Linked DNA regions of Rattus norvegicus: regions 1 and 3 are each linked to region 2. Evidence: chromatin contacts called from public Hi-C data. All regions are on one chromosome and are shown on one strand. The core of a region is the stretch at or near the end of the contact, and the rest is flanking DNA. Distances in the headings are between cores, read along the strand shown. Region 1 overlaps Fggy (FGGY carbohydrate kinase domain containing). Region 2 overlaps Fggy (FGGY carbohydrate kinase domain containing). Region 3 holds the start of Fggy (FGGY carbohydrate kinase domain containing).

What was found. A called contact is a pair of places that touch in the nucleus more often than the background predicts.
Region 1: a Hi-C map of Schwann cells shows a contact between it and region 2, with 3 times the contacts expected there. The contact joins two enhancer-like sites.
Region 3: a Hi-C map of the Rat2 cell line shows a contact between it and region 2, with 2.8 times the contacts expected there. The contact joins the promoter of Fggy here to the enhancer-like site in region 2. A contact is called at or near these places in 3 of 12 Hi-C or Micro-C datasets (the Rat2 cell line, Schwann cells and mammary epithelial cells).

Annotation. Positions count from the first base shown.
Region 1 is chr5:115,897,478-115,901,445 of GRCr8, forward strand. Fggy (FGGY carbohydrate kinase domain containing) reads left to right here. Exons shown (of 16, transcript NM_001013932.2): 15 at 553-614. Among named protein-coding and RNA genes, the nearest start is that of Hook1, 41 kb to the right of the region's middle. Within about 2 kb of position 2,309, at least 37 of the 93 cell types and tissues checked have an H3K27ac peak or open chromatin away from gene starts, as enhancers often do. A contact at or near this core is called in Schwann cells, where this site is marked.
Region 2 is chr5:115,710,304-115,714,116 of GRCr8, forward strand. All of the region lies in intron 6 of Fggy (FGGY carbohydrate kinase domain containing), which reads left to right. Among named protein-coding and RNA genes, the nearest start is that of Fggy, 200 kb to the left of the region's middle. Within about 2 kb of position 1,893, at least 37 of the 93 cell types and tissues checked have an H3K27ac peak or open chromatin away from gene starts, as enhancers often do. A contact at or near this core is called in Schwann cells, where this site is marked.
Region 3 is chr5:115,512,353-115,516,365 of GRCr8, forward strand. Fggy (FGGY carbohydrate kinase domain containing) reads left to right here and starts at 2,225. Exons shown (of 16, transcript NM_001013932.2): 1 at 2,225-2,300.

The DNA of each region.
Region 1 (3,968 bases), core at 1,059-3,558, 190 kb after region 2:
TAGAACATATCCCATGTACAGGCAACAGCTTTTGCAATCAGAACCCACATGATGACCAAGCTGCACAGCTGCTACATAGGTGCTTGAGGGCCTAGGTTTAGCTTGTGAATGTTCTTTGGCTGATGGCCCAGTCCCTGACAGCCCTAAGGGGTCCAGGTTATCTGACTCTGTTGGTCTTCCTGTGGAGTTCCTACCCCCTTAGGAACCAAAATCCTTCCTCCTATTCTTCCATAAGCGTCCCTAAGCTCAATCCACTGTTTGACTGTGAGTGCCTGTATCGTCTGAATCAGCTGCTGGGTGGAACCTGTCAGAGGACAGCCATGCCATAATCCTGTGTGCAAGCATAATAGAGTATCATTAATAGTGCCAGGGATTGGCTCTTCACTGGTCTGAAGTTTGGAGCTAGAGGCTTCCGATGAGAGAGAACATGGGATATTTGTCTTTCTGGGTCTTGGTTACCACTCAATGTGACCTTTCCTGGTTCCATTCATTTCCTGTAAGTCCCATGATCTCCTTCTTAATTACCCAGCATTCTTTGTTTTCATTTACCAGGAGGCAATGGCAAGAATGAGCAAAGTGGGGAAGGTTGTGTTCCCAGAGCGTGCTGATAAAAAGTAAGTCTGTATGAAGCATCCAGAGAATGAGAGCATGGAAGCGGGGACAGCTGTTGCTCCAAGATGGACCTTGGATCAAACCCTGTGCTTCTGCCATTTAGACCAGTGGTTCCCAACCTTCCTAATGCTGTGGCCAGTTCCTCATGTTGCACTGACCCCCAAACACAACGTTATTTCATTGCTACTTCATAACTGCAATTTTGCTACTGTAATGAATTGTAATATAAATATTTGGGGAGAAGTTTTGCCAAAGGGGTTGCAACCCACAGGTTGAAAACCACTGACTTAGAGGTTGAAAGAAATTCCTCCAAATAAGAGAACTTTGATTTATAAAGATCCAAAGCTAGACTGGCCAGAGCTGGGGTCACATGCAAACTTCCAAATTCTCAGACCAGTGTTTTCACCCTGAATCATAGGAAGAAAGCTATTTTCTCTGTGCTAAAGTATAGAGATCTTTTATGTTCACATCAAAGGACCAGCTGGCATTCTCCTACCCTTTGTATATTTCTTGGCACTAAAGGCTAGAAAATCCCCTGTGCTTAAATGCCAAGTCAACAAAAATATCTATCTACCTGCCTGCCTGCCTGCCTGCCTGCCTGCCTGCCTGCCTGCCTGTCTGTCTGTCTAGTTCTTGCTGTGTTTAAAGAATTAACTGAGCTCTGGAAAGGACACAGAGACAATGAGACACTACCTGATTTATGTACAGAGATGATTATTAAATAACATGAATAAATTCTTCCATAGAAATACCAGCAGGTAGCAACATAACCCAAAAGAAGAAACAACTGGGACCCATAGGGGAAAAGGAAAGCTTTGGGGAGGCACCCTGCCTCAGCTGACTTTAAATGTTTAAGACATTTCCAAACAGGCTAAGGGAGAGAACAACATTCTTGGTAGAGGAAAAAATATATGCAAAGGATTAGCCTTTATACTGAGATCACTACAATCCGGACACAAGGTGATGAGGAAGTGAGGCAAGCGGAATTCAGATCATAAAGCCACTGCAGCCATGTCAAAGACCCCTGGGATCAGAACTGAGTTTTAAGCAGTGATGAGACCTGATCAAATGGACAGTTTGGAAAATTCAGTCATACAGGATCGATTCTTGAGAGCTAAGGCTAGAACTCAGGAGGCTCCATCGCAGGCTTGTGGAGCAGCTCACGTGAGCAGTCAGGATCGTTATGTAATCACTCATACGTCTGAAGATGAAGGAGCCAGTCCCGGAGGAAAGCACTTGGGGTTAAGACCTGAAGAGAAGCCTTACCACGTCACTGACCGTATTTGTCCCAAAGGTCCGTATTTGAGAATTTGAAATGCCCACTAAAAGAACAGTCTAGACTCATTTTATTCTTTGTCTCCAAATGCAGTCAGACTGTTAAAGCCTCTGCATGTGAATCACTCTCTGACTACCTAACTCATAGGAGCAGGCCCAGTATGAGAAACAACCCAGGAACACAGACTCCCCTCCCAGTGAGTGGAGAAGCTGGGGAGTGTCCGCTAGAGGGCGTCTGGACTATCTCGTTTGTTTGAAAGGGGAAGCAGCTTATCCTCTATCTCTTTCGTGACCCTCTCAAGACTTTTCAGGGAAGTTCTTTCTCGGTAAAATCCGTGCGCTTCCATTGAAAAGACTCTGATGTTTTGACGGCTGCTGGCAGGGTTTCCGTGAAGCGGATGCACAGTGCTTTGCCGCCATCTGCAGGCAGCACGAAGATTACAATCAGAAAGCCAGGGTCCATTTCCTCTTCCTGTCTCTTGGCTTTAAATCTCATTAACTTTATGTTTCCTTGGTCCTGAGCCACAGAAAACCAATTGTTCAAGAGGAAGGGAATTTAGAAGATAACTCAGCTGGCAGGCTGCATGTGAACTTAGTGTCTAATTAAATAACTGTAGTTCAATAAGCAAATTTTTACGGTGATTCAACTTATTCAACCTTAAAAGGGTGAATCATGGGTTCCTGTTGAGTGAAAAAAAGACATTTGCAAGAAGACCAATGGGAATACAATGAAGGGAATTTCAGTAGAGTCGTTGCCCTTACAAACCTTACTGTGTGAGGGGGCAGCTGACCAAAGCTCCCTTTTAAGAGTTTGAGATAACAACGTTAGGAATCCATCTCATCCCTCAGAAGAATTGCTCTGCCTTGTATTGTCATAGAATATCATTAGGAGTGGAAAATTGTTTCTAAAAATCATCCCGTGATTGACAGTTGAATGCTCTAGAGTGGGGTTTAGCAGTATCTCATAACCCTAGATTGCGTGCAATACTAGAATACAAATTACTTCAAAGCAATAACTCATTATTTATTATAAATCAACCAGTTATTGTTCTTATACTTGTCATATATTAATCCTTAATCCTCACAAAATTTCTGCAATATATCCTGTAACTATCCCAATGTGCAGGGCAGGAAATTTACAGATGTGTTTTGTAGGAATTTACTACACTGGGATTCAAATCCTGGCCTCAAACCCCCTCCTTAGCTGTGGGTTTGGCCCCATCACAGCTCCTTCATTACTAGAATGCTTAAGGCAGAAATGTGGAGCAAGTACAAACTTCTGTGTGCTCCCAAAATTCTCATAACAGTTCCCCACAATTTCCAATTGTAAACATCATGTATAAGGGTGTTTGTCAGAACCCTCCAGAGTCTACCAAATAATCATGATGTGGATTCATCCACCTCATCGAAGAGCGGAAGGACAGAGTTTTCAGTTATGATACTCCATTCTGTGGCTATCCTTTTTGGAATGGTGATGTCTAAGCAGCCCGGGTCTGATTCACAGCCAACAGGTCTCTCCTGAAGAGTCGGATGGAGAGGGCAGGTTAGCAAGGTCACTGCCAGACAGTGAGGGTAGAGCCAGGTGCAGGGAGATGTTGGTCTCATGTCCTCAGAGTTTGCCCTAGATAAACCGTTGGATAAGCCAAACACCTGGATAAGGCAGTCTGCCAAAGACACTGATATGAGGAGATCAAGAAGGGGACTAACATGCTCATTCTTACACCTGGCCAAGCTGCAGTCTTTACCTGTCGCCTGTCACGGCAGAAAGATGCATTTGAGCTTAGAATCAGAAGGGATCTGTGCTAAGCCTGAGCCTTTCAGAAGGAGCAGGGGAGGCTCAGAAGCCATTCCTTTCTAAGCGTGAATCCCACCTCTGCTACTCTTCATGCTATGCCACTTCAGATGTGCTTTTGCTGATAAAATGCCTACATCTCAAACGTGTAGCATGCAGAACTGCATGTCACGGACACACCACAGATATGAGGCATACTAACCCCATGTCCAGGGCACTGCACACTCTTGAAACTTAGGTTTCAGCCAAAACACAACAGATACATTCCCATCCTTATAAATAAGGGGGG
Region 2 (3,813 bases), core at 643-3,142:
GTCTGTACTTTGCTTCTGTGGTTGCTTAACAACCAGAGATCCAGTTCCCTCTTTGGATTCCTGGTGTGTAAGGGTCAGTCTAGGAAAGGAGAAGGTAGATGTTTTCAATGTTAGAATATCGTGGCACTTTTGTTGCTGTGTACAGCCTATTAGTGGTACCTTGCTTTCCTACTCATTGCAGTCTATACCCAACTCACTTTCCCAAATTGCATGGCAAGTTGGGAACGTTTCAGGCTTTAGACTCAGACCTTAGAGTCCTCATCCTGATCTGATCCTCAAATGTAACCCCTCACTCTCTTCCCTCCCTGGTTAACTGAAAAAAATTTGAAATTTTGTGGTTTTGTTTTTATTCTATAAAATAATAAACTCTAATACTTAGACTCCAAGTTACAGAATCTAAACCTATTGCTTTCCAAAAGACTTTTCATGTCATTGATCTGTTATTAGGATGGAGAGGTATATGAGCAGAAATGTTCCAAGAACAGTTACAGAAAGCTCATAGACCGGAATAATTATGTTGTTGAAATACAAAGGGTACATACTGCTCTTCCACTCGCTGACCTATTGCCGTCAGTAGTTACTAATTGGATTCTCTGAACCAGCTTGTCCAGCTGGGAGGACTTGAAGCTTATTCTGCAAGAATCTAGTATCCATAGTCTCCTGCTGCCATGGGAAGAGTCTTTGTGCCCAGGGAGAGGTGGCAGCATTCCTTCTGCCATTTTCTGTGTATGTCCATTGCCCTTGGTTTATGTCATTGTCCCGAGTTAGAAATGAGATTGCACCACTGGTGGGATTATATTAGTTTCTTTATCCCAGTAATATCTAGGATTGAGAGTTAAATTTAGTGTTCATCTGTTTTGTTTACTTTCTACTGAAATGCTGCATAGTGGGCACATATAGGTGTGCAACTTTAATCTTCTTGTCCAAGTTCATCAATACATGTTTTATGGTCTTTAAAAAATCAACAAAACTGTGTAAGTTTCTTAAGTAAACATTAATTTTCATGCTTGAGAGTGAGAGAAAGCATATGGAAAGAAATAAAACTCTGTGAGTTATTTCTTTTCTACTGGGAGAGATGGACAGAACCTAATATAGGGATATAACATGTAAGCATTATTTAAAAGTATATTTAAATTATAGGGTAAATAGGGGATATAAATACTAGGAATACAAAATCAGGGGTCTTTAGTATGTATCAAACCATATAAACTATGGAGTATATATAAGACACATTCAGTAACAGATGTAATTCAGAAATGATATTAGAAAGCACTAGTACCTGATTTCCTCTATCCTGATCCTTGACCTGTTTTCTAGTGGGTGGCACACAGTAGATATCTACTCATGATTTCTACAGTGAGTGCTAACAAATACCATACAATTTGATGTGAAGCAGTAATGGAAATGGAATTTTGTTTCTAGTCATAATGATTTCTAGGTGGCATGTCAGACATTGTCCTTAAAGAGTAGAAGAACACCAGCTCTGTTTTTCTCAGGAAGTCTCTACTTAGATGAATCATTCAGGACATGTGTAACTCCAATCCAGGAGCCAAGACTACTACAATCTTTTCAGCCATTTTCTACCAGTGTCCCAGTTTTCTATAAAATCCCCTGAGCTGACCTACCCATGTGATCTGAGTCAGGCAAGACCTTACCATTCTCTGGAATCAGTCAAGCATGTACCATATCTGTGTGAAACAACAGTCTTAAGAATTGCCCCTGAATACTGCATAGTGGTTGAGAATTGTATGTTCTCAGTCTTGTTCCCCACTTTTAAATCAGATTGAAAGTAGGTTGAGTTTGAAAGAATTCCAGAACTCTAACTGGCAGGGCAAAGTGTCCTTTAGTGCAGTCTTGGACATAATCTGGTTGGCCTCTCAGCCTTGCCCAACTGAGCGGTACTAGCATTCCACAGCAAGCACAAGGAAGCAGGGTTGCATGCCACCCATGCCCAAACCTCTCTGACATTTCCGTGGGCCTGGAGCCAAATCTCCCCCTGTGTTTCATCTCCCTCTCAGAATACAAAAGAACACTGAACCTTCCAGTTAATTCAATACCCTCCCCCCTTCCTGGAGAGGATAACAGTTCTGTTGACCATTATAATGCATCTTCTGTCTCCCAGCAATCCACATAGTCATTAATTTCTGCTGCTGACATCAGGAAAGAGGATTATGTGTGTGTCTGAAACTGTTCCCAGAGTGCTCATTAGTCATAGATAATTGAAAAACTGGTAGGGGAAGGTTTGGTGTAATAGGAGCCCTGCTTGTGAAGAGGGACTGCAGCCACCCAGTAATTGTAGGCTCCAGCTTTGACCACTCGGGCCAAATATGTTCATTCAGATGGGAATTCATGGAGCCCAGGAGTCCTCAGGGATATCTGATATCCCAAGGTGAAAGTGTAACACAGCCAGAGATCAGTGTGTGGGTGAATTGTCCATGGGTTTCTTTCCTGTTCCTTGAGGAACAGGACTTAGAAAAGATGCAGGGACTCTGCTTTCGTTTTGTTTTTATTTAAACTTAGGCCAATTTGGTTTCTTATAAACAAACACGAGGTCATGATGTGAAAGGACATTGATGGTTCAGGAGAGTTCCTCACAGCACATGCTATCTGTGCTATTACAGAAATTGTCTTTTGTTTTTGTTTTTTTTCCTAGAAACTTCTAGACATACATGTGCTCATGTGATTGAATGTTTGTAGTCTTTAAAAGGACCATGAATATGACATTGGATGAGCACTATTCTGCATCCTGACCTGGTTCCTTATTTTATCCTTCTCTTTATCTCAAATTCATACCTTAATTCTTCGTCATGTATTTTAATGACTACTTAGGATTCTGTGGAATAGATGAAATGGTTTATTTGTTTGTTGTTAGTTTGTTTGCTTGCTTGTTTTCCTTCTTCCTTCCTTTACTCTCTCCTCTTCCCCCCCCCCCCACTGCCTCTAATCAGACCGGAAGAGAAACACCTACTATACAAGAAATGTTTGTTCAAATAGAACATAAAAGAGCATGGGTTAATAGAAATCCACCCACACCCCCATTGGAAACATTTGTGTGTGTGTGTGTGTGTGTGTGTGTGTGTGTGTGTGTGTGTGTGTGAGAGAGAGAGAGAGAGAGAGAGAGAGAGAGAGAGAGAGAGAGAGAGAGATTGATTTACCTCCTAGGAATGTAATTTAGTCATATTCTTCTGCATAATATTTTACAGCTTGCATTTTTCACTTGTTTGGGAGATAAAATAATGTTTCCTATGCTAGCCTTTCCTCACACAGTAGGTTCACATTTTTAAAAACCAAATCCTGGGTTAAGTGTGAGCAGGTCCTCAGTGCCTTGTTATCTAGAGCCACATGCTGCCTCTTTCATAAGCACCCCTGGTTCTCCACCCCTTCTCAGTGCTTATGTCCTCATAGACTGGATACTTACATCGACTCCTGGCCCTTCTGGACTCCCTACAGTGAACCACCATTTCTTTTGATAGAGCTATTTTCTGGAACATTCCAATTCTAGTATGATAGCATATATTGTTCACTTTGGGAAGTCATCTCATCCACTTCCCAGGTGTTATCTCTACCTTGAAGAGTTCGTTCATTCTCTGAGGCCAGCGTAGGGAGTTCTCCTCATTTCTTTAGGCACATCACATATATTCTACCTTTTGGAGATCTTCATGGTTTATTATCTTAGTCTCCCAACTTCTTAGTTGTAGACTTCAGTGTGAATCTTTTAAAATTGTAGGGGCTGCTTTCACTTAGAACTTGGCACAGGGCAGGTGACAATCGGTGTGGAGCGTCTTCTAAGCATGTTTGTAACTGGTTTGTGAA
Region 3 (4,013 bases), core at 975-3,474, 200 kb before region 2:
GTCAACCGTGCACTTGCTGCCTTCCACGTGGTGTCATTTTCTCTTCTGTTTTTCAGCCACCTCGTGTCATAGTCAGTATTTTATGAAGTACTCAGGATTTGTTATTTCTTCCCATAAGTTGTAGCGTGAAATGGGTGTTTTCCATATTCCATGAGGCAATAAGCACATTCCATTTCTGGGCCATATGAAGGAAGAGTTGGGGCAATGTATTGTGTGTATTAAGTATACAACCTTTTGCAAAACATTTATGTGATGTGGTTTCAGAGGGTTGCGTAGTAGAGGTCTCTTGTGGTTTGCCCTGAAGTTATCTGTATTTTGATGCTAATTCCACTGCCCCAAGGACAGCTGCCTAGTCATGTGCTCAGAACTCAGGTGACTTCACCAGAACCACCTCCCCATTGAATTTGTAAAGTACAGGTGAGGGACAGGTACAGGATAGAAGGAGGCCTATCATTGGAGGAGAAGGAAGGATGGGCGGGAGAGAAGTTTGAAGGAAGAGGAAGAGACTAGGAGAGAAAGGAGGAGAGATGAGACGGAGAGAGGGGAGAAGCGATGACAGGTGATGTTAAGATTCTGCTTTGTGTATTTACAGGTTGTTATTAATGTTCTCAAGGGATGGATGGCACTGGGCTTAATATGTTTAAGTGGACAATTATATCTTACCAATTGGGTCAAAGATTATTGTGTTGTGTGTTCTTTTATGTGAGGGGTTGAGTGTAGGAAAGTGTGCGGCTGGGCTGTGTTTCCGCCAAGATATCTAGCAGATATCTTGGGACACCGCGGTGCGGACCTAAGCGGGGTAAAAGACAACTCTACTCTTTTTTATTTTTATATTTTTACAACAACAGAGGTTAGTCACCCGATTTCTAGTGGTAGGTGAGCTGCAGGGTCTTTTGGACTCCCCCTGGTCTGGTCTACACTGCATTATGAACCCAAGCTTTTCACCATGTTTCTTTCCTCTGTGTGGTTTTATAGTTTAGAATGGCTGCTGGGGGCCCAGGCACAAGGCGACTTTTGCTACTGATAGTATGCTATTCAAGAGGAAACAAATAAAAAAAAAAAAACATAGCAAATATACCAAAGACTAGAGACAGCTATCCACTCAGGCCAGCACACTAATCTATGTTCAGCAAAGAGGAGACCTTTTATGCTTTCACACCCGACCACAGTCCACAAAGCAGCAGGAATGTTCCATTGCTGGGATATATTAAGAAAGAGCTGGGACGATGTATTCTGTGTATTAAGCATCCAAGAAACGCAGTCGTAGTGTAGATCAGTGGCTCTCAACTGTCCTAAAGCTGAGACCCTTTTTGTAGTGACCTCTTGTTGTAATGACTCAACTATAAAATTATTTTTTTTTTGCTACTTCTTCACATATCTACTTTTGCTATCCTTATGAATCATAATGTAAATATCTGAGATATGGACACCAAAGCAGGTTGAGACTGCTTGTGTAGAGGAAATTAAATCTAAAGCAAGACCTGCAGCAGGGTGCAGGACTAATCCTGTGGCCTCAGCCTCACCAAGACAGAGTTCTCACCTGGATGACCAAGAGAGATAGATCACTTGCTTACTCTCAAGTCATGTGGATACCAGTCTTAACATAATAAATACATTAGGTCTGTTTCAGGAAGTCCCTGTTATTATTCAGAAGGTTTGGCCTTCACAACTTGGGATAGTCTCCAGTAAAAACCCAAACCGGTTTTGGGCTCTCAGTGTCTAGCGATAAGGATGGAAAACATGTAGCTTACTGGAAAGGTCAGTATCAACTCGTCCGTCAACTTCTCAAAGGCAGGGGCCCATTTTTCTTTGAGATTTACTGTAATCTTTACCTCAAAGACTAGAGCACACGATGAAGTGAGAGAATTCCTGAAAAGCACTGGGTATAAAGGGTTCGAGGAATTGTAAGCCCACAAGCAACCCTGGTGCTCAGCCGAGGGATTTAACAGTCCATTAGATACTGCAGGATGGGCTAGGAGAGAAGGCGCTCAGAGGGGATTGCTTAGATTGAGCAGTCTCTGTTGCCTTAGAGGCTTTAAAGTCCAGGCAGCGATCTAAGGAGTTTGAAACGCAAAGCCAGGACTTGCAGTGTAGCGGGAAGGGGAAGGGCTCACAAGTACTGACCATTCCTGGTGCCCGTTTCAAAGGACCAATCAGGATACGCCTTACAAGGGTTGCTGGAGTGGCTGCACAGAGGCAGGCGGAGTCACAGCTTGTTTGGACCGCCCTGCTGGGTGCGGTGCGGCTGTGCTTGGTGGCCTGCTGGCCTGCTAGCTAGAATGTGATTTCATATTGGACAAGTAAGTGACCCTCCCAGGGGCTCTTGCAGGCACGCAGGCTCTCAGCCGGCTCCTAACAAAAAGCTTCTCTAGCCTGCTAGATGTTTCCCTCCTTCACCTTTGGGTCTCGCTCCAGCCAGGCCATCTGCTCGCCTTTCAGTTTCCAGTGTATTCTGGGTGAGGTGTCTTGCCCAAGGGAGAGGCCTTTACTGCATCCCAACCACTGCCCCACAGATGTCTGGGGCCTAAGGCCCTATCTCCCTGAGTAGTTTACAGTTAATTAAATAAAGTGTTTATCTTTCTCCCAGAAAGAATTTTGCAACCCCGCCCCCTCCCGCCCCACCAAATTTGGGGGCAATTCTCTAAACATTTTAAGTCTTTGAATTAAAGTTTGTCAGTGTAAAGGCATTTCAGGACTGGAGCTGTTTAAGGTTTTAGAAGCTGAGCTGGTGGAGATTGTGTTTGATGCGACGTCAGTTTAAAAGGGATAATGCCATCTGTCTTGTTACAGGGCTGTAGACTAGCAGGGATATAGGGGAATCTTTCCGTTTTCTTGAACGTCCTGGTCCTGTCCGTTTCAGGATGGAGACACTCACTGTAGGGGAACTCCTCTGTCACTGGAGCATTTCACTGGGGCATTGCTTATTTGTTAGCTCCAACTTCTTCCCCTAATTAAAGGGCAAGCTATGGCCAAGTTTGATCCGTAGATCAAATGGGAAGTGTCAATTCTAAAGGTCCCATTGGATTGTGCTTTTAGGGAGCAGAAGAGTAAGGAACAATTACTGCCTTTGTGGATTTGTAGGTTTGTCTCGTTTCATTTTCCTGTTCTTTTTAAGGGGTTTCTGGTCTTCACTGTGAGCTATGTGAGTCCTGATGTTCCCTTTCCTGTTGCTAGCTGTGGCTGCTGCTGTTCTGTCTTCTGCAGTGTCCTGTTAATGCAGCTGTCATGCTTGATCTTGACTTAAAAGCTTCTACCCTGGCTGTACTAGTGAGCGCCCCAAAGGACCGCTACTGACTATCACAGGGTTGGGGGGTGGAAAATAAGGGTGAGGAGGGCCTGTGGATGATTATTTTTGAGGGGGGAGCGGCATAGGATTAGGAAGTCAAAGTTTGCAGATTGGAGAAGGGAAAAAACCCAGAAGGTGGAACACTGTGTTTTTGGGAAGGAGTCCAGGCTCTCACTCAGGCTGTGATGAATTTTGGTGGGCTCTGTCTTCTGGAATTTAGTTCCTTTTCTATAGCCTTTATCTAAAAACCACAGTCAATTATTAGCTTTTTAAAAGACAACAACGATGACAACAACAACAACAACAAAACAGCTTGGGCAAAGCCCTATCTTTAAACTCTTAAGCACAAGGAAAGTCTGAGATGGCTGCTTGTCTGGACTGTGCCATAGAGACCATCTAACTCTGAGATGATCACAGGAAGAGAGGTGTTCTCAGCTGGGTAGTAAGTAGCAGTCCTATTGAGGAGTGATTGGCATATAATTAACTGTATAGTTAAGATTCCATTTGCTGAGATTTTAAGCATTCTAGTATCATTGTTGATAATGGATATTGATTTGTAATTTTCCTTTCTTGCATTTTCTGAGTTATGTTTTCTGACTAATTTTGGCCTTAAAGAATCAGTCAGGGAGTATTTTACACACACACACACACACACACACACACACACACACACACACACACATTTTCTCTCTAATGATGAGTGGAACTCACTAGGAAAGCCACCTGG